7 separate regions of the Mus musculus genome follow, and regions 2, 3, 4, 5, 6 and 7 are each linked to region 1. Evidence: chromatin contacts called from public HiCAR-type and promoter capture Hi-C data. All regions are on one chromosome and are shown on one strand. The core of a region is the stretch at or near the end of the contact, and the rest is flanking DNA. Distances in the headings are between cores, read along the strand shown.

Region 1 (2,575 bases), core at 29-2,528:
ATAATTTGGCCGTGTAAGTCAAATAAACCCTTTCCTCCCCAGCATCACAGCAATAGAAACCCTAGCTAAGACAGCAGCTAACTCAAAGTGTTTATTCATTCTGGAACAGTACATTGGGAGGATGGGGAGTTATATAAATGAACTGGGGTGCTGATAATGGGTAAGGACAGAGCTCTGATTGTCTCGCCCAGGGAACTATTAAGTCGGAGCCATCAGCGATGGGTTTCAAAGCAGCGGACACAGAATGACATTGAAAAGATCATTTGGTACTTGATGGGGGCAGGGCTGGAGAGTCAAGCGGTGAATTTGAAGTCTGTCATTAAGCTAAGTGAGGGTAAAAGGAGAAATGACAAAGGCCTATTACTTTGTTCTTTCTCTAAAAACTGTAAGCTTCAAGACGCAAGTCTTGCTGTACTCCCCAGCACTCTGAAAATTGCCACACGGAATTTGTGGGAAATGAACGAAGGCGTGGTGGTGGAGGTATTTTGAAGGGCTAGACTTAAGGGTCAACAGGCTTGAGTGAAGTAGTAATAAAATTTAGGTAACACTGAAAGCCGTTTGGGGATCCCAGGGTTCTGTCTCTGACGATTTCCCTTTGAAGGATACTTGGGGACCAGGGAATCTCAACGAAGAACTGATGTACACTGGTTTTTTTGTTTTGTTTTTCTGTTTTTATTAAGACCTTGGAAATGTTCTGTTCCTGGTACTTCATGAAGCGTCCTTGGTCTAGGAAAAGAACAGTAAGTACCTTTTAGGACTGAAAGGTGAACTAACTGAAAATGGAGGGCTGTCTGTTCTCCTTTAGTTACAAGCATTCCCTTAACGCACAGCTAAAAGCACTGCTAGGCTCTCCGACCCCGTGAGAATTATTTTCAGGGTTGGGTAGGAACAGACGATCCTAGGCTCAACCAAGACCGCTCCAAGCTTCCGAACCCTGCCCTCCCGGAGCCCGCCCTGTTCTCACACATCCCAGCCCTGGGGCGGCCACCTCGGCCCCGCCCTCTCTTCTTCCTCCTTTTCCTGCTCCCCCGCCCCACTTCCTTTCCCTGCGTCCGCCCCCTCCTCGCTCCCACCCAGGCTCTGCGTCCTCCCACGACCGCTCCCTCTTGGTCCTCCCTGACATCCCCTCCTCCTGGCTATCACCGCCCTTTTCAGGAGGACGGAGCAACCCCGTGCCTCATTCACCCAATGAGGAATCGACTCAGGGTGGGGCGGGACTTGGGCTAGAGCGGAAGTGGTGGCCAGAGCGGAAGTGCAGCTGCCGCCGCCGCCACCGCCGCCGCCGATTCCGGAGCCGGGTAGCCGCCGCCGCCACCGCCGCCACTGCCCCTACGGTCGCTGCCACCGCCGCTGCCGCCAGCCCCGCCTGAGGAGTGAGCCCGGGAAGGACGCAGTCGCTGCCCTCTGATCTTCCCGGAAGCGCCTTTGCTCCCTCCAGTCCTCCGCGGTGAGTGCGGCGTGGCTCCCAGGGGCCCCAGCCCAAAGCCCCTTGTCGGGCTGCGGCCAGGCTCACTGTCGCCGCCAGGCTTACTGCCGCCCCTCCCCGCTTCCGGCCAGGCCTGCGCCTCCGCGGGAAGCCCGGGCTTCTCTCTCGGCGCGCCGTACGGGGTGCGGCCAGGCCTGCGCGGCTGGGGACCGCTGGGCCGCAGGCTCCCCCCCTCCGGCACCATCTCTGCTCGGCGCCGCCCCTGCCTGCTCCCTTCGGGCCCCGAGCCATCCTTCTGGGCCTGTCAACCTCTCTCATTCTTTGTGGCTTTCAAAAATTGAAATGTTAGTCGAAGGCGGGCGAGTTCCCGAGCCGCGACGCCCCTGCCGCACTCCCCTGGATGAGTAAGGGTTTAACCTTGGCGACAGCTGGGGCGAATCCCTCTCCCACTTTGCAGTAAAGCTGTTTCATCATCGCTGGTGTGGGAAACCCAGCTGGACCCGAGATTCCCTGACAGCAGGGTTGAGGTTTGAATTAAGAAATGGATTTATCTGAACCTTTCACTGACTCAAACCGGATTCCCAATGGGGTGGGGGAAGATCAGGCTGAGAATTGAGTCTTTTCTCTTGATATTTGTCGTCTTTTACTGCCAGAATCTCGTGTGTCCATGCCCCAAATTCATCCATACACTTTTTTGTGGCATATATATATATATATGTGTGTGTGTGTGTGTGTGTGTATATGTTATATATTGTTTGAAATTTGTCTAGTAACCTCAGTGTTTGAGGAAGGAGTAGGCAAGATGTGGACCCTTTTTTGCAAGATGAGCGCATCTGGGTCTGTTGCAAATGGAGAACATGCGTGCATCGAGGATTCCAAAGGTGGCAGCGTTGGTGAGAATTTGCCAACCTCTGTAAAAATGCATGGCTCATGTCCTTGCCTTCAGTACATTTTCTCTGGTGAGACTAGATAGCACTGGACTCTTGATTTTACTTGCCTGGTGTGGGAGGTGGAATCTGGCAAGATGTTACAAATCTCTAAAATCCCGGGAGCCGGTGCAGAAAGGTGTAGCGCTTAAGAGAATATGAAAATTACATTTCTCACTGTATCTCAGGTGTTCCTGTGAAACCATACAGACACACAGTTTAT
Region 2 (2,575 bases), core at 38-2,537, 880 kb after region 1:
TTTTTTTTTTCTTCCCGAGACAGGGTTTCTCTGTGTAGCCCTGGCTGTCCTGGAACTCACTCTGTAGTCCAGGCTGGCCTCGAACTCAGAAATCTGCCTGCCTCTGCCTCCCAAGTTAAACTTTCCTTTTTAAAGCAAGTATCTTGTAGCCCTGCTGACCTCTCAAACTAGTGACCCTTTATCAGTCTCCCAAGATTCGAGATGCATGATGGTGTATGCTTTTAATTTCAGCACCCAGCAGGCAGACAGACTGCTGAGTTCCTGGTCTGCCAGGGTTATATAGCAGAACTATCAAAAAACCAAAAGAACAAAAAAATCCCTAAGATGGACACACCTGGGGTCGATGGTCAGGTGTCTGTGGGCAGACTAGACAAGATCCTCCTCCAACTCTTACTAGTTTATATTGTTGACCATTTTTCCTGACCTCCCAACATTCCAGCTCCAAGTTACTGGGCAGCCAGCGCCGACAGCGTCATAGACCTGAGAGGCTGACCAGCTGGGCCATCTGCTACGCTAGTCCAGCAGCAGGTGGCAAACTTGTCCTCCTTTCAAGTTACCTTAACTGGGCAACAGCTTCCTTAGGAGGCCACAAGTGGGTGGAGCTAGGAGCCTAATTCCGGAAGGGAGCCCGACGATGGCCCCTTGCAGAAGCGTCTCCCACTAAGCTGTGTGCAGCCTTCACAACTTTACAACTGCCCAAAGCCACATCTACCCTATTTGCACTCCTCCAAAAGCTACGACTATTCAAGAGCAATTTGTGAGCAGGTTGCTAACGCGCAAAGGTTCGATTTGCACGTCTTCGTCACCTGGCCTCTAGGCAGAGAGAGTTAACATTCCAGGACCCTTAGAGGGCAGAGGCCCCGAGAGGACACCAGCTGGAAGCGGCAGAGCACTGTGCAGGCCAGGACCCAACGTGCAGGGCCTACGTCACCGCTCCGCCTATGTCGGCAACTGAGCCAGAGCCCCCAGAAGACTCTAGACCAGCTTCGTGCCCCCTAAAGTGTCCTAGATCTTCAGCCCCTGCGAATGCGTTCGGCAGGGAAACTGAGGCAGGGGTGTGCGATAGATTCCTTCCTTCCCACCTACGTTTCAAGAATAGCAACGCTGTTTTTCCCCATCCTCAGGACCACAAGGGACCACCCAGATCAACCGGAAAATGGGGAGTTGGGGGCGGGGGGTGGGGGCGAAAGCCATCAAGGTCTGGGGAGCCAGTCAACGTTGCCACACTCAAGATGGCGGCGCGGCCGTGGCGAGGTCCTTCAGAGGCGGTACCGACGCATGCGCAGCGCGGAGTCCCGGCCCGGGACACAAGATGGCGGCAGCGGCGCTGGGGAGGGCGAGGCGGAGGCGGCAAAACGGGCGGTCGAGCAGAACGTGTGGCCGCATCCCCTCGAGTCCGCTTCGGGCAGGTAAGAGCCCCAGGAAGCCACGGTCCCGCTGCGTGCCGCGCCTGGGTCCGGGAGTCCGAAGCAGGACGGCGGAGGCCCCTCCGGCGCTTCCCGCTCGGGGCTGCCGCTCGCCCGGTCTCTTTCGTCGCCGCCATCTTAGAGCCGCGGGTGGGCAGCAGGACTGCCGGCTGGGGTGAGTGCAGTGGGCCCGGAGAGCCCGGGCGGAGCGGCCTCTAGGGTCCCTTCGCTGCTGCCGCTGCCGCCGTCGCCACCGCCTTTGTGTCGGGCTCCGACTCAGAGTCGCCTCAGCCCGGGGGCGGGAGCGCGCGGCAGGGCGGGGGGCGGAGCCCGGGCGAAGGGCCGGCGCGCGCGCGCCAGACTTCCCGCCCCCGCTGGGCTTGCGGGAGGGGCAGGCGGGAGCGCGCTGGGAGCGGGGTGGGGGAGGGTTCCCGTCTGTGCGCCTGCGTGGCTCCGCCCACCAGAGCCGGGGCGTTATGATTGGTACTCTGGTATGTGATCCCGCCCATGTTCCTCCAATCCCGGAATCGGATGCATTTTCTAGTCCGAGTTCCGCTGCTTGCGCAGATACAGTTGTTTGTCTCTAGACTACGCTGCGCTTCTCCGACTTTGGTATGCGTGGGGGTCCGGAAGGCACAGGCTAAGTGAAAACAGTCACTTAATGGGAGCAGCAGCGAGAGTCCACAGAACGCTAGACTACGGTGCAGGGGTCAGATGGTTCTGACGTAGGTGTCAGGACGGCAGCACGGCCTTGAACTTGGGTCTGGCCAACTTCAGAGCTGGCGTTTTGGCCAGAGACCTGCTGCACCTATCTACGCGAGTTTATCTTATTTTTAAAAGACAGGGTCTCTGTGTAGCCCTGGCTATCCTGTAACTCACTATGTGGAACAGGCTGCCCTCGAATTCACAGAAACCCTGTGTCTTTAGTGCTGGGATTAAAGTCGTCTGTCACTACACCTGGCTCTAATGTGTGTGTATGTGGTACTGGGGATATAACCCTAGGTTTCACATATGCCGGGCAGTCAGTGTACTAAGTAGCTTTATTACCAGCACTTAACAAGTTCCAAGTTAACATTTTCAAGCTGTGTAAAGTGCAAAAGTGTGTCATCTTGTCTCCCAGTCCCATCTGGGGTGCGTTTAAAAATAAAATCTTGTCGAGGGTGAAGGCA
Region 3 (2,575 bases), core at 32-2,531, 840 kb after region 1:
CAGGGTGTCTCAGTCAACTAGGGGAGATGAATATACCAGGCGGGCCCACAGCCAAGGTGTGATGTGCGTAAAATCACAAGCTGGTGCCCAAGGCAGACCGTGCATCTTCAAAACTAGTTGCAAGGCCTTATTAGCTGGCTGTGGGGTCCTAGCAGGTGTCCGTCCCTACACTGAACCAGAAGGTCACTCCAGGGGTGGGATACCTACAGCCATACTCCAGCTGGACCAGACGCACGCTCTTGGTGGAAGCAAACACATCTACCACAGCGTAGAGGGGCTGAGCAGCTGGCAGCCCCCGGGCGCTAGGGCCCATGTCCTCCCCGTTGATGATGATGTGCATGTCGGCGGTCCCATCCTCACGGGGGCAGAAGAGAACACCCAAGCGGCTTCGGCGCGCTGTAGGAGGCAGCACGTTTTGTTCATAGAGCTGATCTAAGAGGTGGCTATAAAGCCCTGGCCGGCTGCGGCCCACCAGACGGTCCCGGGGAATTCGGAACTGCTCGATGCGCAGATAGGGTTCAACCAGTAGGGCTTGGGGACCACTGGGGACCGCTGCCTCCGCTTCTGGTTGACCTTCCCGGGGCACACGGTTGTGGTGGCGTGTGATAGCGAAGACCCAACTGTGGCCAAGGCTGACCAAGTCAGGCAGTGAAAACTCGGGTACAGCGGCCAGACTGGCGGGATCCAGAGCGGTCAGGCCAAGACGTAAGTGCCCGCACCAGCCCAGCTCTTTTTCCTCAATTTCCACTAGAAATACCTGGCCGGGGGCCAGGGGCTCACGACTGAAGCACACACCGTGGGCGAAACTCTCCACGCGTGTGGCTCGCGTTCCTGAGGGGTCCATGCGGATGTTGGCTCCATGCACTTGGTGGAAGCGGGTGGGAGGGGGCTCTGGGCGCGCAGGGCTCCGTGGGCCACCCAGTCCTACGTGTTCGGAGGGAGCAGCCATCTCCAAGCCGTGCAACAGGGCAGCTCATGCCAAGGGCTATTTTGGGCAGCGGGCTCAGATTGTGACCGCGGGGGCGGGGTGGATGAACCATGTAAGGCATTTCCCCCTTCTCTAACTTCCCCCAGCTCTGCCTGGGGGTCCTAGCGCCGCTTTCTCGCTTGTCACCAGTAAGGGGTCCCCAGGAGCCTGGGGAACCCTTCTGTCAACACCAAGATCACCTGATCTCTGGCACCCTGACTAATAACCTTCAGGGCCACGCACTTTGACCACTCCCGACCCTCAGGCCCACAGATTAAAAAAGTGAACAATGAGCAAACTGTCACGTGATGCAGATGCTCACGTGACCAGAGCTACACATGACTTCCAGTCCAAAGGCGCCTCCTGGAGAGCAAGGACGCAAGGAAGCAGAGGTACGGAGATGCCCAAACTGGTGGGCAGCGAAGGTGGCTCTGTGGCCCGGAGTTGGATCCGAGCGGGGGCTTCTCCCGGAGATGTGCGCCATCGTCTCCCCAGGAACTGCTGCACCGAAGCGCAAGGGATCTGGGGGGACTGGTAAACAAACATCCTCCACCGATGCTTCCTCCTGCAGATGCCCGGAACCGCGCTGTCTCCACTGCTCTTGTTGCTGCTCCTGTCCTGGGCGTCCCGGAACGAAGCAGCTCCGGACCAGGATGAAATCGATTGTCTCCCCGGCCTGGCCAAGCAGCCCTCTTTCCGGCAATACTCCGGCTACCTCAGAGCATCGGACTCCAAGCACTTCCACTACTGGTGCTTGGCTTGGCCCTAAAGTTCCTAGGAGGGCATGATAACTGGACGAGCGAATTCTAACGACCCCAGGCAGGACCTGGACTCACACCAATCCTTTCCTATCCTTCCCAGGTTTGTGGAGTCGCAGAACGACCCAAAGAACAGCCCCGTGGTGCTTTGGCTTAACGGGGGTCCCGGCTGCAGCTCGCTCGATGGGCTGCTTACAGAGCACGGCCCCTTTCTGGTGAGTTGACCACTATCCCCCTCCCCCATGAGAGAGGGCAGGAGACTAGTTAGAGACAGCTCAAGGAAAAGGCAGGAAGGGGAAGGGGAGAAGGAACCTGTGGCCTAAGTTTGCTTTCCTTAACAATTCTGTTTTATGTGGTGGCCCTTGCCCTAACTTTCCGTACCTCTCATGGAGTGTGAGAATACGGAAACGCACTGTGGCTCTTTCTCTCCACCCAGCTGCTAACCGGCACCCTCACAGGCCTCTCTGTCTTTCCTCCCCAGATCCAGCCAGATGGTGTCACCCTGGAGTACAACCCCTATGCTTGGAACCTGGTACTCCTGGAGCTGTGGGTCTCTTAGGGATGTCTGGGTACTTGAAGGGTTGGGGACCCCCTCTTCTGCTCATTCCCTCCTCCCCCTAGATTGCCAACGTGCTGTATATCGAGTCCCCAGCTGGGGTGGGCTTCTCCTACTCGGATGACAAGATGTACGTGACCAATGACACAGAGGTGAGTCTGTTGCCTGACCACCTGCCCCATTCCCCGTTTCCCCAGAGATGGCTTGATTAGGAGGAGAGCATGGCCTCAGAGTCCACTTTGAGCCCTGTCATGTGCTCTGGTAAACTCAACCAGTCCACTTCCTCTTATACAA
Region 4 (2,575 bases), core at 39-2,538, 810 kb after region 1:
AGCTAAAAGGACTTCAAGACTTCCCATATAACTCCCTTAAAAAAAAAAAAAAAAAAAAAAAAAAAAAAACAGTCTGAGGTTGTGAAACTGAATGCAGATTAATCTAGCCGAAATCAGAGGCGCTGCCGGCTACCTGCAGATTAATCTAGGTGAAAGGGCTTGCCCAGTGCTGGAGCCTGAACCCTGAGTCCTAGCACTCAACCCTGAGATTGTCAGTTTTTTCTTTACAGAACAATTTGAAAAGCGCTCCTGGCCCAAGACAGTAATTACCTAGCTGGAAGAACGATAGCTTCTGATAAAGTCGTAAGGGCTGCATGGGTCAGAACTGTCACTGAACAGGCATGGTGGTACACACCTTTGAGCCCAGGATTTGGGAGGCAGAGATACACTGGCCTCTGTGAGCTCAAGGCCAGCCAGGTCTACACAGAGTTCCAGGTTAGCCAGGGAGGGCTATACAGAAAGCCTGTCTCAAAACAAAACAAGACAACCAGCTAGACCTGGTGGTGAACTCCTGCCAGCGCTTAAGAGACAAATGAAGGTGGATCCCTGTGGGTTCCAAGCCAACTTGCTGTGTATATATATATACTCTCTCTCTCATTCTCTCCCTCTCCATTCATATATATATAGTGAATTCCAGGTCATCCAGGACTATATTTAGTGACATCTTGTCTCTAAACAAAACAAAAAAATTGTTACAAACCCACTTCAGTGAAAGATAAGTAATGACTTACCAGACATTAAGGGATGGCTTGAACAAACGAACACACACGCACACTCAGTCTACCAGATTAAGCTGCCTTGTGGGGTAGCGGAGTCTCTGTCCCCTCTCTCCCTCTCTCCCTCTCTCCCTCTCTCCCTCTCTCTCTCTCTCTCTCTCTCACACACACACACACACACACACACACCTTCCCCCCCCACCCCCCAGATCGCCTCCTGAAGAGGAAGCAAGGATGGATGCCAGGGACATGCCTTCTAACTGCAGCAGAGCTTGCATCCAACTCTTAACCCCAGAACTGAGGTTCACAGGGAGATGGCAGTAATCGCGACTCTATACTGAAAGAGGGGTGCGAGCCTAGTTCAGAGGCGCTACCGGCTACCTGTAGAGATCTTCATCTAGCGGCTCGAGGTTGAGCACGCTCGTGACCAGCACACTACGGAGGTCCCCGGAAAGGTCGCCGCGGTCGGCGTCGCCATGAGCATCTCCCAGACCCTCTGGCGCTGACATTTTCACTGCTGGCTGCGGTTGAGAGAAACGCGGAAACTTATATAGGCTCCCAGCGCTTCCGGAAGGTCGCTCCAGGGGCCGGAAATCCCAAGGGCTCCGGGGAGCGAGACGCAGATTGTGATTGGTCGATGTGCTTGTCAATTTCAGAGTGGGCGCGGCTAGCTCTATCTTAAGATTGGAGGATATTTGTGTCAGTTTTGGACATCCGCGTGTGATTGGGTGAATCAGCGAGGGGGCGGAGCCTTGGAGATGAATAATAAGGGATGAGCGTCTTTCCTCTTCTGTCACTGAGCAAAGTCGCCCCTAGGTTGCTGTTACCGGTCTCCTCCTGTTCTGGGCTCCTCCCAAGCGCCCTGTAAGCCACTCACTCGGGACCGCAGCTGGGCCCGTGCCAGCCGTTACCCAGTGACCTCTGACCCCTGCCGTGGTTCTAGGTTCTAGGAGGGCCAGTCCCCGGCCATGGAGCTAGGCAGCTGCTTTAAGACCTACGAGGACTTCAAGGAGTGTTTCAGCGCCTACAAAAAGGAGACCAGGTGCTCCTTCATTGTCAGGGACTGCATCTCCGTCCGCTTCCATAACCTCAACAACGGCACCTCTTTCCGCGAGGATATCCTGTAAGGGCGGGGCAGGAGGGTGGGGAGGAGGGCTGCCTGGAGGAGGAGGGCGTGCATGGAGGAGCCACGTTCCCCGTGCCTGCGGAAAAACGAGGGAAACCTCACCGGCGTGGCCTTTGCTACCCGCCGCGCTTGCTCCCACTCCTTCATTCACGAGCTTTCCTGGGAATTCGCAGTAACTGCATCTTGTTGTTTTTCCGTTTTATTTGTTTGTTGAGAGAATCTATCTCAAGCGCAAGGCTGGTTGAGGAGTGAATTGAAACGCCTTAGTAATAATTTCCTCCATTAGCCTCCTCTTTACAAAGCAGTAATGGTGCTCATTGGTTGGTTGGTTGGTTCTTTTCGGTGATTGATTTTGTAAATGATTCTTGAGCTCCAGATACAGCCGTTTTCAAACACCTTCCTTATCCAAGGTGGTGCTCCCTGAGTGCCTTTCTTACTCTGCAGGGCTGTGTGTCAGAATTATTGGTGGTAGCTCCCTGACTCATTTGACTTTAGGGGCTAAAAGCTGATGAAAACGCCAGGGCTTTTAGGGTTCAGGTGAAACAGCCTACTATAAATTTAGCTTTTAGTTTTTCTTTGAAAGAAAGAATAAGGGTGCAGGTTTAGAAGCCCAATGCGAAAAGGTTGAGGCCGGCGGGTCATGAGTTTGAGACAAATCAGTTTGGTTTAAAAAAAAAAATACAGGGAAAGGGGGTTGGTGGTGGAAGCCTTTAATCCCAGCACTCAGGAGGCA
Region 5 (2,575 bases), core at 45-2,544, 790 kb after region 1:
GACTGACATGTGACAGTGTATGAAATACTTACAAGACGCCATGAGTGCTAAAATCTGAGACCCTTCTGTTCAGTAAAGGCCAGGAAGGTCTTTCCGTTCATATCCTCCATCCCTCTCCCACGCCCTAAAAGGGGATAGGAGATACTTAATTTTGATACTGTCTGAGATAATTTTGAGGCAGGGTCTCTATTTAGTTCTGGACCTCAACAGTAAACCAGGCTGTTCTTGAACTCACAATGATCCTCCTACCTTTGCCTCCCGAGAGCCAGGGCTAGGATTAATGGCATGAGCCACAGGAGCACCACACCTGGCCTTTGAGATAACTTGTTTTATTGTCTAACTAGCCAAATCTGCCTGCTAGGTCTGACATGTAAGCCTTGGGACAGGGATCAGCAATCATTTTCCTGACTACTGCTACCCTGCAGTAAAAGATAAACTGCAGTTCTCCAAGAGAGTTATAGAGATTACCCAAGCAACCCCGCACGCGTGGGAAAATAAATCAGTTCAAGAGCTCCCACGCTAGAGATCTCTGACAAACTGGGCAACCTTGAACAAGTAACAGCCTCTCTGGATGTTTTCCTCTTTGACTACTTCCCCCAGGTTAAGTTCAAACGAAACTGGGAAGGGCTAGGTTTCTCACACAGGCACCGGACTGGGGTTTTTACAAGAGCTGAAAATTTAGTATGAGTGAAAATTTAGTATGAGTATTAGTATTCTTGTTTCATATGAGAAAACCTAGGCTGGACGAAACCGGATTTCAAGCTTCACTCAAGGGAGAGCCGAGCTCCCAAATGCCGCGAAATTACACTGTAAAGTTACATGGCACTGTATGGAGATTAGGGGTAAAGCTTGGGGCGGCCTCAGGAGACCAGGAGGGGTGGGCGAGTCCAAGAGGGGGCGCGGCCACCACGATCCGGCTGGGTTTCGGGGGAAGCCTTGGCCCGCCCGGCTGCCCTCCGCGTCCCTCCCGCAGGCAGCGGCTTGGGATTCTAACAGCTCCGGGAGAGGGAGCTGGCGGGGCGGAGGCGGAGCGGCGGCAGGAAGCAGCGAGGCGGCGCCGTGAGCTGCCTGGGCGGAGAGCCTCTTAAATCCGCCAGGCTGCTGCACCAAATCCCGGGAGCCCGCCCCGAACGCACTTGGGACGCGGTGGGTGGAGGCGCGTCCCGGCCTGCGGGAGGAACAGGGCAGAGGCCGGCCTCCCGCACGTCCCCAGCGGCCGCGGCCCGTGGGCGTGGCCTCTTGTGCCACGCCCCTGACACGCCCCCGGGTCCCTCTCCGGGCGGGGGTCCCCTCCCTCTTCAGCCCTGGACCCAGCGTGGCGCGCTCCCCCCTGGGTGCCATGGCCTCGCGGCTCCTACACCGGCTGCGACACGCCCTGGCCAGCGATGGCCCCGGGGAGGCGGCGGCGGGCCCAGAGGCCGAGCAGTTCCCTGAGAGCTCAGAGCTGGAGGACGATGACGCCGAGGGCCTGTCCTCCCGCCTCAGTGGCACCCTCAGCTTCACTAGTGCGGAGGATGACCCTGACGACGAAGACGAGGACGACGAGGCGGGCCTCGACTCGCCGCCCTCAGGAGACGGGGCATCGGGAGAAGACGCAGGCGAGTGCGGGAGGACAGACAGGAACCCCGGGGCTCGGTTAGGCCTCCCCGCTGGACGCGGTCCGAGGGCATCCTGAGTTTTCTCTCTGAAACTATTGACACTATAAGCTCTTCCAGACACGGTTTGGCTGTGTGACCTTGACTCACAACACTATGGGAATCACACCATCTCGGGTTTTTTGTAGATATTAAATGCACAGGACCAGGGAAACAAACGTGTGTGCTAGCTGCTTCGGGTGGAGGTTTAGCATCCACTGTAAGCCAGGCGCTGGGGTGAAGCACATCTCGCTTCTGTGAATGAGGTCATGGCATTTTGTTTACGTTAACTCTGGAGCTAGCCACCCCCATAATGACGGGTCATGTGCTTGTGCAGAACGAAGTCCCCCACCTGATGGACAACGGAGCAGTCAACTCCTGGCCCGCCAGCTGCAGGATTTCTGGAAAAAGTCTCGGAACACCCTAGTTCCACAGAGGCTGCTCTTTGAGGTGACCAGCGCCAATGTTGTCAAAGACCCTCCCTCCAAGTACGTGGTGAGTGAGGTTCCAGGAACCCTTGAGCAGCGAGTCTAGATGTCTAGCTGAGAGAAAGGAAATAGCACAGATTTTGGGGCGGGGGTCGTGGCCATGCAGTTATAAAAGGATGTCCTTATTTTACACCTGGGGGAACTGAGACCAGATGAGAAGATGGGTGTCAACTGAACACGTCCTCAGGCAAATGACTTAGTTTCTCTAAAACTGAGAATGTGGCCTTAGGAGTTGCCTCCTGTCCTAGTCTTGAGGTTACGAGAACTGATGTGTGTTTCTTTCTGTACCCTGTGGGTTTCTGTCAACCGCAGCAGGACACAGTATTGAGACCCAGTGGCATGGGTCAGGATTAAGGAAATGGGCTTTGGATCCAGACCAGTCTTGATTCACATCCCCTGTGTTTACCAGTGGCTTCCCCTTGGGTGGGTTCTGTGGCCTCAGTGGCCCCCAGT
Region 6 (2,575 bases), core at 43-2,542, 770 kb after region 1:
TCTCATATAGCCCAACCTAACTTAGAGATGACCTTCAACTCCTGCCTGTTACCACCTTCCAAGAAATTATAGGCATGCACCCCCTGAACCCACGTTTACTAATCGGGAGTCTGCTGTCTCACCTGCCTAGGTTGTTTAAGTTCTTTTTTTTTTTTTTTTTTTTTTTAAGATTTATTTATTGGGCTGGTGAGATGGCTCAGTGGGTAAGAGCACCCGACTGCTCTTCCGAAGGTCAGGAGTTCAAATCCCAGCAACCACATGGTGGTTCACAACCATCCGATCACGAGATCTGACTACCTCTTCTGGAGTGTCTGAAGATAGCGACAGTGTACTTACATATAATAAATAAATAAATAAAATCTTAAAAAAAAAAAAAAAGATTTATTTATTATATGTAAGTACGCTGTCTTCAGACACTCCAGAAGAGGGAGTCAGATCGCGTTAAGGATAGTTGTGAGCTACCATGTGGTTGCTGGGATTTGAACTCAGGATCTTTGGAAGAGCAATCAGTGCTCTTAACCGCTGAGCCATCTCTCCAGGCCCCCCCCCCTTTTTTTTTTTTTTTTTTTTTTGGTTTTTGGTTTTCGAGACAGGGTTTCTCTGTATAGCCCTGGCTGTCCTGGAACTCACTTTGTAGACCAGGCTGGCCTCGAACTCAGAAATCCGCCTGCCTCTGCCTCCCAGTGCTGGGATTAAAGGCGTGCGCCACCACGCCCGGCTTAAGTTCTTGGGAACCCAAAGTAACTAACATTTTAATAGGGTGAGGAGAAAAATGCTTCCTATTCCAGAAGATGTGCCCCCTGCTGGGCGTGTCCCTGGACGGACCAGCGAATTTGGACGGAAGTCCAACCACCGCCCGGTGTGTGAGCACTCGTTCGTGAAATCTCAACACTTGGCAGTGAAAGCAGGAGGGATCAAGAAGTCAAATTCATACCTGGCTGCACAGCCAAATCACAGGCCAGCGACAGGAGTCGGGGTTCCAAAGAGACCCGGCGGGGGAGGGGCGGCGAATACACGTGGACCGGTCCTTGGACCCTTTAATGGTCGGCGTCGTCCAAAGGCCACCAATCCGCCACCGATTCGTTAGTTAATGGCAGCTTTCTTCACCAATTGGCTAGCTGAGGCACGCCCCGCCGTCCAATCGTGGCGCGTTACTGGGGAGGACCTAGCAGTTGCGCAGGGGCAGAGCATTCCGGGGCGTCCCATTGGCTGGATCAAACCTAAGCGAGCCTTTGATTGGCTAGCGCAGCGGGAGGGTTGCAATTCAAACGCGGGCGGCGGCCCGCAGCCCCGCAGTTGCCCTTTCCTCTCCACACTCCTGTCTCGGTGCCAGTACCTCTGGGATGGCCTCACAAAACCGCGACCCAGCTGCTGCCAGCGTTGCCGCGGTTCGAAAAGGAGCCGAGCCCTGCGGGGGCGCCGCCCGAGGCCCTGTGGGCAAGCGGTGAGTGGTGCGGAGGTCACCCCGGGGCTTTGGGACAAATGAGGGGGTACCAGGAACGCAGGAAATGGAAGGCTGATGGCGCTGCCAGGCAGCTCTCATAGGTTGCCCTGCGAGCGCTGGGGTTAACATGGGGTCGAAGGCTCACCTGGGTCCTCTAATTGAGTGCCAGAGCTGAACCTGCCTTTGAAGAAGGGGTAAGGCCTCCACGACAGGATAGTCGTGTGGGAAGTGATATATTTCCTCGACAGTATCCATTGCCCCGAGTAACCCCGACTTCTCCTTGCAGGCTACAGCAGGAACTGATGATCCTCATGGTAAGTGTGTTCTAAGATCAATTGACCTACCTTCCCATCCCCCACCCCGTTATCCGTAACTTCCTTTACTACTTCAGGCCACCTGCTAGTATGGGTGCAATGTACTCACTTATGGAAGCCCTTTGAACGCCCACCGTCACGAGCTCCGCAGCTGTCGGGCTTATCTGGGCTCATCGATGCTTACCTTTTCAGGCCCCAGCTCTAACCTTGCCCAGCCCCACCCTTCTTGGAATTGCTGGTCCCATCACCTTCGAATTCTCTCCTCTGGTCGTCCTTTGCTACATTACCCCTAAATAGCAATCTGCATGTTTTAGTGACACTTAAATTCCTGGTGAAAACCAGATTTTGGAGGGAAACTTTGGAAGCACGGGAGGTGCCTCCTGTTGCCTCCTAGCCTGGCGATCAGCCTGAGAGTTGGCTCTAACTGCTTTATTCAGAGGCAGAGTATGCTGCGGGCAGTGCAGGCTCTCACCCAGTGATTGACCCGGTCAATCAACAGGTTCAGTCAACAGGGTCTGCAAGAGAGAGAGTGGAGATGGAGGGGCAAGAGATGCAAAGAATGGGGACAAGACAGTTTCAAGTCTCATTTATTGGAAGGCAACTATAGGTGTATAAGCACAGGCTGGGGAGTGCAGCTGGAGACACTTAGCCAGTCCAGGATGTGTTTGGGAAAAACAGGATGATATTAGAGTGTGTTCAGCTGTGGTGAGCTTCTTGCAAAAGCAGCATTGTCTCTCGTCAGGGTGGAAAAGTACCAACCTGTAAGTAAATAGCCTGAGATGGCTGCAGAGATGATAGCCGCTTTCTGCTAAGAGTG
Region 7 (2,575 bases), core at 22-2,521, 750 kb after region 1:
GTGGACGTTGGAACATGGAACAAAACTGGCATTGTTGATTATCTAATATGTGTTTTATATGCAGTATTTTAATACATACAATAATATTTCAGAGGAAAAAGTCCTTAAGTGACGGTTGCTGGAAATTACTATTATATTAGAATAATTTAAGGAGTTACTTATACCAAAGTTTTAAGTGCTTTGCATAAAATAATCCAGCCCTAGTATCAACCATATGACGACTCTGGGGTCAATTTCCAACACGACATAAACCAAACGTGGACTGTGGCATGCCTGTGAACCGGCATTGTGGAGGTGGAGGCAGATCCTTAGTTACATGGTCCAGGCTGGAATACTTGAAACTGTGGACGAATGACCGTGCAATTAGTATGCAGGAGAATAGCGGTAAGCGATCCAGTCCCACAGCCAATGTTCTTAGCCTTTGGCTTTGAGACAGCTCTACACCACAGCTACTTCCTTCCTCGGTGTTGGGGTTATGTTATCACACCAGGCCCTATCCAACGTTAACGATCATATCACATCAGGTTGGAATCTAGATCTTTCCTAACACAAAATTCATATACGTTACACTACCTGCTTCTTGTGACCCGAGAAGAGTTATTTTATCACCCGTAACTGAATCCGAATTCTTTCACAGACAGCTTACCTCTCTGAGGTAGTGCTAAGAGGAGCTCTGGAGAACGCCACAGTTGTTAAACCTTTCATCCCCTACCTATCCCAGAATCAACCATCTAGGGGAGAGAAGGCCAGCTCTCTGCAACAGGACTAGTTCACAAGCCAAAACCCAACTTTCATTCTGATGCCTTTCGACACAAGCGGCAGCCCGCAAAGGCTAGTAGTATGGTGTTTAGGTGTTTGGGTATTTAGGGTGGCACCAACAACCCCTTCTTTTGTTGGCTTTCCCGGTTCCTGAGTCAGACTACTCCAATTCGGGGGAGGCTGTGCTAAGATTTCAGATGTTCCTGCGGTTTTCAAAGATTGAACTTCGGGCTGCCCTCATCCGAAGCCCCGTGCTCCCCCGCTGAAGTGTATGCTCTGCTGCCCTCACACCGCCCTCGTCCCTTGACTGAATGGCCCCCGAACACCCACACTCGGTCCCCAGCCGTTGTCTCCCAGGGGTCTGGAAGCCTCAACGTCGTCCCCGACACCAAAGACGAGGTGGCTCCTAGGCGGCAGTTCGGTTCCCATAGCAACCCCACGGCGCACGCGCGTCGCGCTTCCGGCCGGGTGGCTCGGGCGCTCCCGTGACGTCACGGCGCCGCTTTCCGGTGGCTGAGTCGAGCTGAGGTTGTTGTGGGCCGGGGGGCGCCATGGGGGCGACTGGCGACACCGAGCAGCCGCGGGGCCCCGGCGGGGCGGAGCGAGGTGGCCTGGAGCTGGGCGACGCGGGCGCGGCGGGCCAGCCGGTTCTCACGGTGAGGGCGCCCGGGCGAGGCCGGGGCTCGGGCCGGGCAGGGCCTCGGGCTCCCGGGCCCCGGGCCCGCGGGCGAAAGAACGCGGCGGCCGTGCGGCCCTGGGAATGTCGTTTTCTCAGTGCCGCTACAAGCTGGATTCAGATTGTAGCTAGGTGACGTGGGCCTGATGTGACACCCTCTGAGCGCCAGGTTTCTCTTCTGTGAAATGAACAGCAATAACCCGAGCTTGCTGGAGTTGTGGTGGGATGGGCTGATAAAGGCGGGTAGAACGCCCTGACTCGTCACCCGCCTCATAGTAGACCCTAGGTAAACACTGCTGCCCTTCCTCTTGCTCTTCCAGAAAAAGCGAGCTTTGGACATTGGTGACAGAAAACATTTTCCCAGTTCCTCCACCCTGACAGGGTCTTCCAGCCACTGAATTAATTCCCCTTCACCCCAAGGTGGGAGAAGTGAGAAGCAGGAACGTCTAGGTTTAGCGCCATACTCACTTTCTCCTCATCCTCACTATGAGAAGCCTCGGTGACATTTGCCCACTTGGTCCCCAACAGAACCCTTGGAACATAATGATAAAACATCGGCAGGTGCAGCGAAGGGGCCGCCGATCTCAGATGACCACAAGGTAAGGCTCGACCTGGGTGAGACCTGAGATCCAGTTGTGTGGACTGCAGTGAGTGCTTTGGGAACCCCACTGTAGGAGTCTGAGATCAACAGCCCGTAAAGAGCACAGGAGTGGGGAGGCTGTAACTTCCTGTCACCTTGTCAGGTCCACATCCTAACCAAGCAGGGAAGGAATGAACGTCTAGTCTGTCTCCGTGATTGAAGTCTGTAAGTCAGAGGATGTGAATTCAAGATTACAGACATCTGTTCTAATGCAGACTGAGATGTTTGTTAACACAAGCCTTTAGCTTTTCTTAGACTCTGTTTTCTCAGCTTTGACATGGGGCATCCAGCCTGGGGAAGGGATGGGCCTTGGGAATTCTTCTTGTATTTTTGACCTGGGATAGTGATAATCATTTATTAATTACAATACTTGGCAGAGGCAGGCAGACCTCTGTGAGTTTAAGGCCAGCCTGATCTATGTAGTGAGTTCCAAGACAACCAGACTACATAGTGAGACTCTGTCTCTAAAAAAGGAAAAGAAAAAATATGTGTGTATTATA

Evidence for each region. Promoter capture Hi-C pulls out the DNA fragments that hold promoters and counts their contacts. HiCAR-type assays count read pairs that join an accessible place to other places. Capture Hi-C pulls out chosen DNA fragments and counts their contacts.
Region 2: a promoter capture Hi-C map of adipose tissue shows a contact between it and region 1. The contact joins the promoter of Pcif1 here to the promoter of Ywhab in region 1. A contact is called at or near these places in 2 of 39 promoter capture datasets (liver and pre-B cells) and 1 of 9 other capture datasets (adipose tissue).
Region 3: a contact with region 1 is called in a promoter capture Hi-C map of liver, with 2.6 times the contacts expected there. The contact joins the promoter of Ctsa here to the promoter of Ywhab in region 1. A contact is called at or near these places in 1 of 39 promoter capture datasets (liver), 1 of 115 datasets of contacts at active chromatin or transcription factors (astrocytes) and 1 of 9 other capture datasets (liver).
Region 4: a promoter capture Hi-C map of pre-B cells shows a contact between it and region 1, with 7 times the contacts expected there. The contact joins the promoter of Acot8 here to the promoter of Ywhab in region 1. A contact is called at or near these places in 3 of 39 promoter capture datasets (liver and pre-B cells).
Region 5: a contact with region 1 is called in a promoter capture Hi-C map of liver, with 4 times the contacts expected there. The contact joins the promoter of Snx21 here to the promoter of Ywhab in region 1. A contact is called at or near these places in 7 of 39 promoter capture datasets (the C10 cell line, cranial neural crest, hippocampal neurons and 3 more) and 1 of 115 datasets of contacts at active chromatin or transcription factors (thymic regulatory T cells).
Region 6: a contact with region 1 is called in a HiCAR-type map of astrocytes, with 2.3 times the contacts expected there. The contact joins the promoter of Ube2c here to the promoter of Ywhab in region 1. A contact is called at or near these places in 3 of 39 promoter capture datasets (erythroid cells, hippocampal neurons and neutrophils), 1 of 484 Hi-C or Micro-C datasets (the G1E-ER4 cell line) and 2 of 115 datasets of contacts at active chromatin or transcription factors (astrocytes and large pre-B cells).
Region 7: a promoter capture Hi-C map of pre-B cells shows a contact between it and region 1, with 5 times the contacts expected there. The contact joins the promoter of Dnttip1 here to the promoter of Ywhab in region 1. A contact is called at or near these places in 4 of 39 promoter capture datasets (erythroid cells, liver, neutrophils and 1 more) and 1 of 115 datasets of contacts at active chromatin or transcription factors (large pre-B cells).

Annotation. Positions count from the first base shown.
Region 1 is chr2:163,993,919-163,996,493 of GRCm38.p6, forward strand. It overlaps Ywhab (tyrosine 3-monooxygenase/tryptophan 5-monooxygenase activation protein, beta polypeptide), which reads left to right and starts at 1,279. Exons shown (of 6, transcript NM_018753.6): 1 at 1,279-1,447.
Region 2 is chr2:164,878,081-164,880,655 of GRCm38.p6, forward strand. It overlaps Pcif1 (PDX1 C-terminal inhibiting factor 1), which reads left to right and starts at 1,288. Exons shown (of 17, transcript NM_146129.3): 1 at 1,288-1,409. 4930445K14Rik (a long non-coding RNA gene) reads right to left here. Exons shown (of 2, transcript XR_003953757.1): 2 at 1-1,961.
Region 3 is chr2:164,832,492-164,835,066 of GRCm38.p6, forward strand. It overlaps Ctsa (cathepsin A), which reads left to right and starts at 1,282. Exons shown (of 15, transcript NM_008906.4): 1 at 1,282-1,359; 2 at 1,539-1,717; 3 at 1,829-1,940; 4 at 2,207-2,257; 5 at 2,347-2,433. The coding sequence starts at 1,306. Neurl2 (neuralized E3 ubiquitin protein ligase 2) reads right to left here and starts at 1,105. Exons shown (of 2, transcript NM_001082974.2): 1 at 208-1,105. The coding sequence starts at 949.
Region 4 is chr2:164,803,593-164,806,167 of GRCm38.p6, forward strand. Acot8 (acyl-CoA thioesterase 8) reads right to left here and starts at 1,289. Exons shown (of 6, transcript NM_133240.2): 1 at 1,098-1,289. The coding sequence starts at 1,225. It overlaps Zswim3 (zinc finger SWIM-type containing 3), which reads left to right and starts at 1,522. Exons shown (of 2, transcript NM_178375.2): 1 at 1,522-1,839. The coding sequence starts at 1,685.
Region 5 is chr2:164,784,727-164,787,301 of GRCm38.p6, forward strand. Snx21 (sorting nexin family member 21) reads left to right here and starts at 1,295. Exons shown (of 3, transcript NM_133924.3): 1 at 1,295-1,598; 2 at 1,972-2,129. The coding sequence starts at 1,340.
Region 6 is chr2:164,768,637-164,771,211 of GRCm38.p6, forward strand. Ube2c (ubiquitin-conjugating enzyme E2C) reads left to right here and starts at 1,293. Exons shown (of 6, transcript NM_026785.2): 1 at 1,293-1,444; 2 at 1,731-1,758. The coding sequence starts at 1,344.
Region 7 is chr2:164,744,744-164,747,318 of GRCm38.p6, forward strand. Dnttip1 (deoxynucleotidyltransferase, terminal, interacting protein 1) reads left to right here and starts at 1,272. Exons shown (of 13, transcript NM_133763.1): 1 at 1,272-1,415; 2 at 1,964-2,034. The coding sequence starts at 1,311. It also overlaps a transcript of Wfdc3 not described here.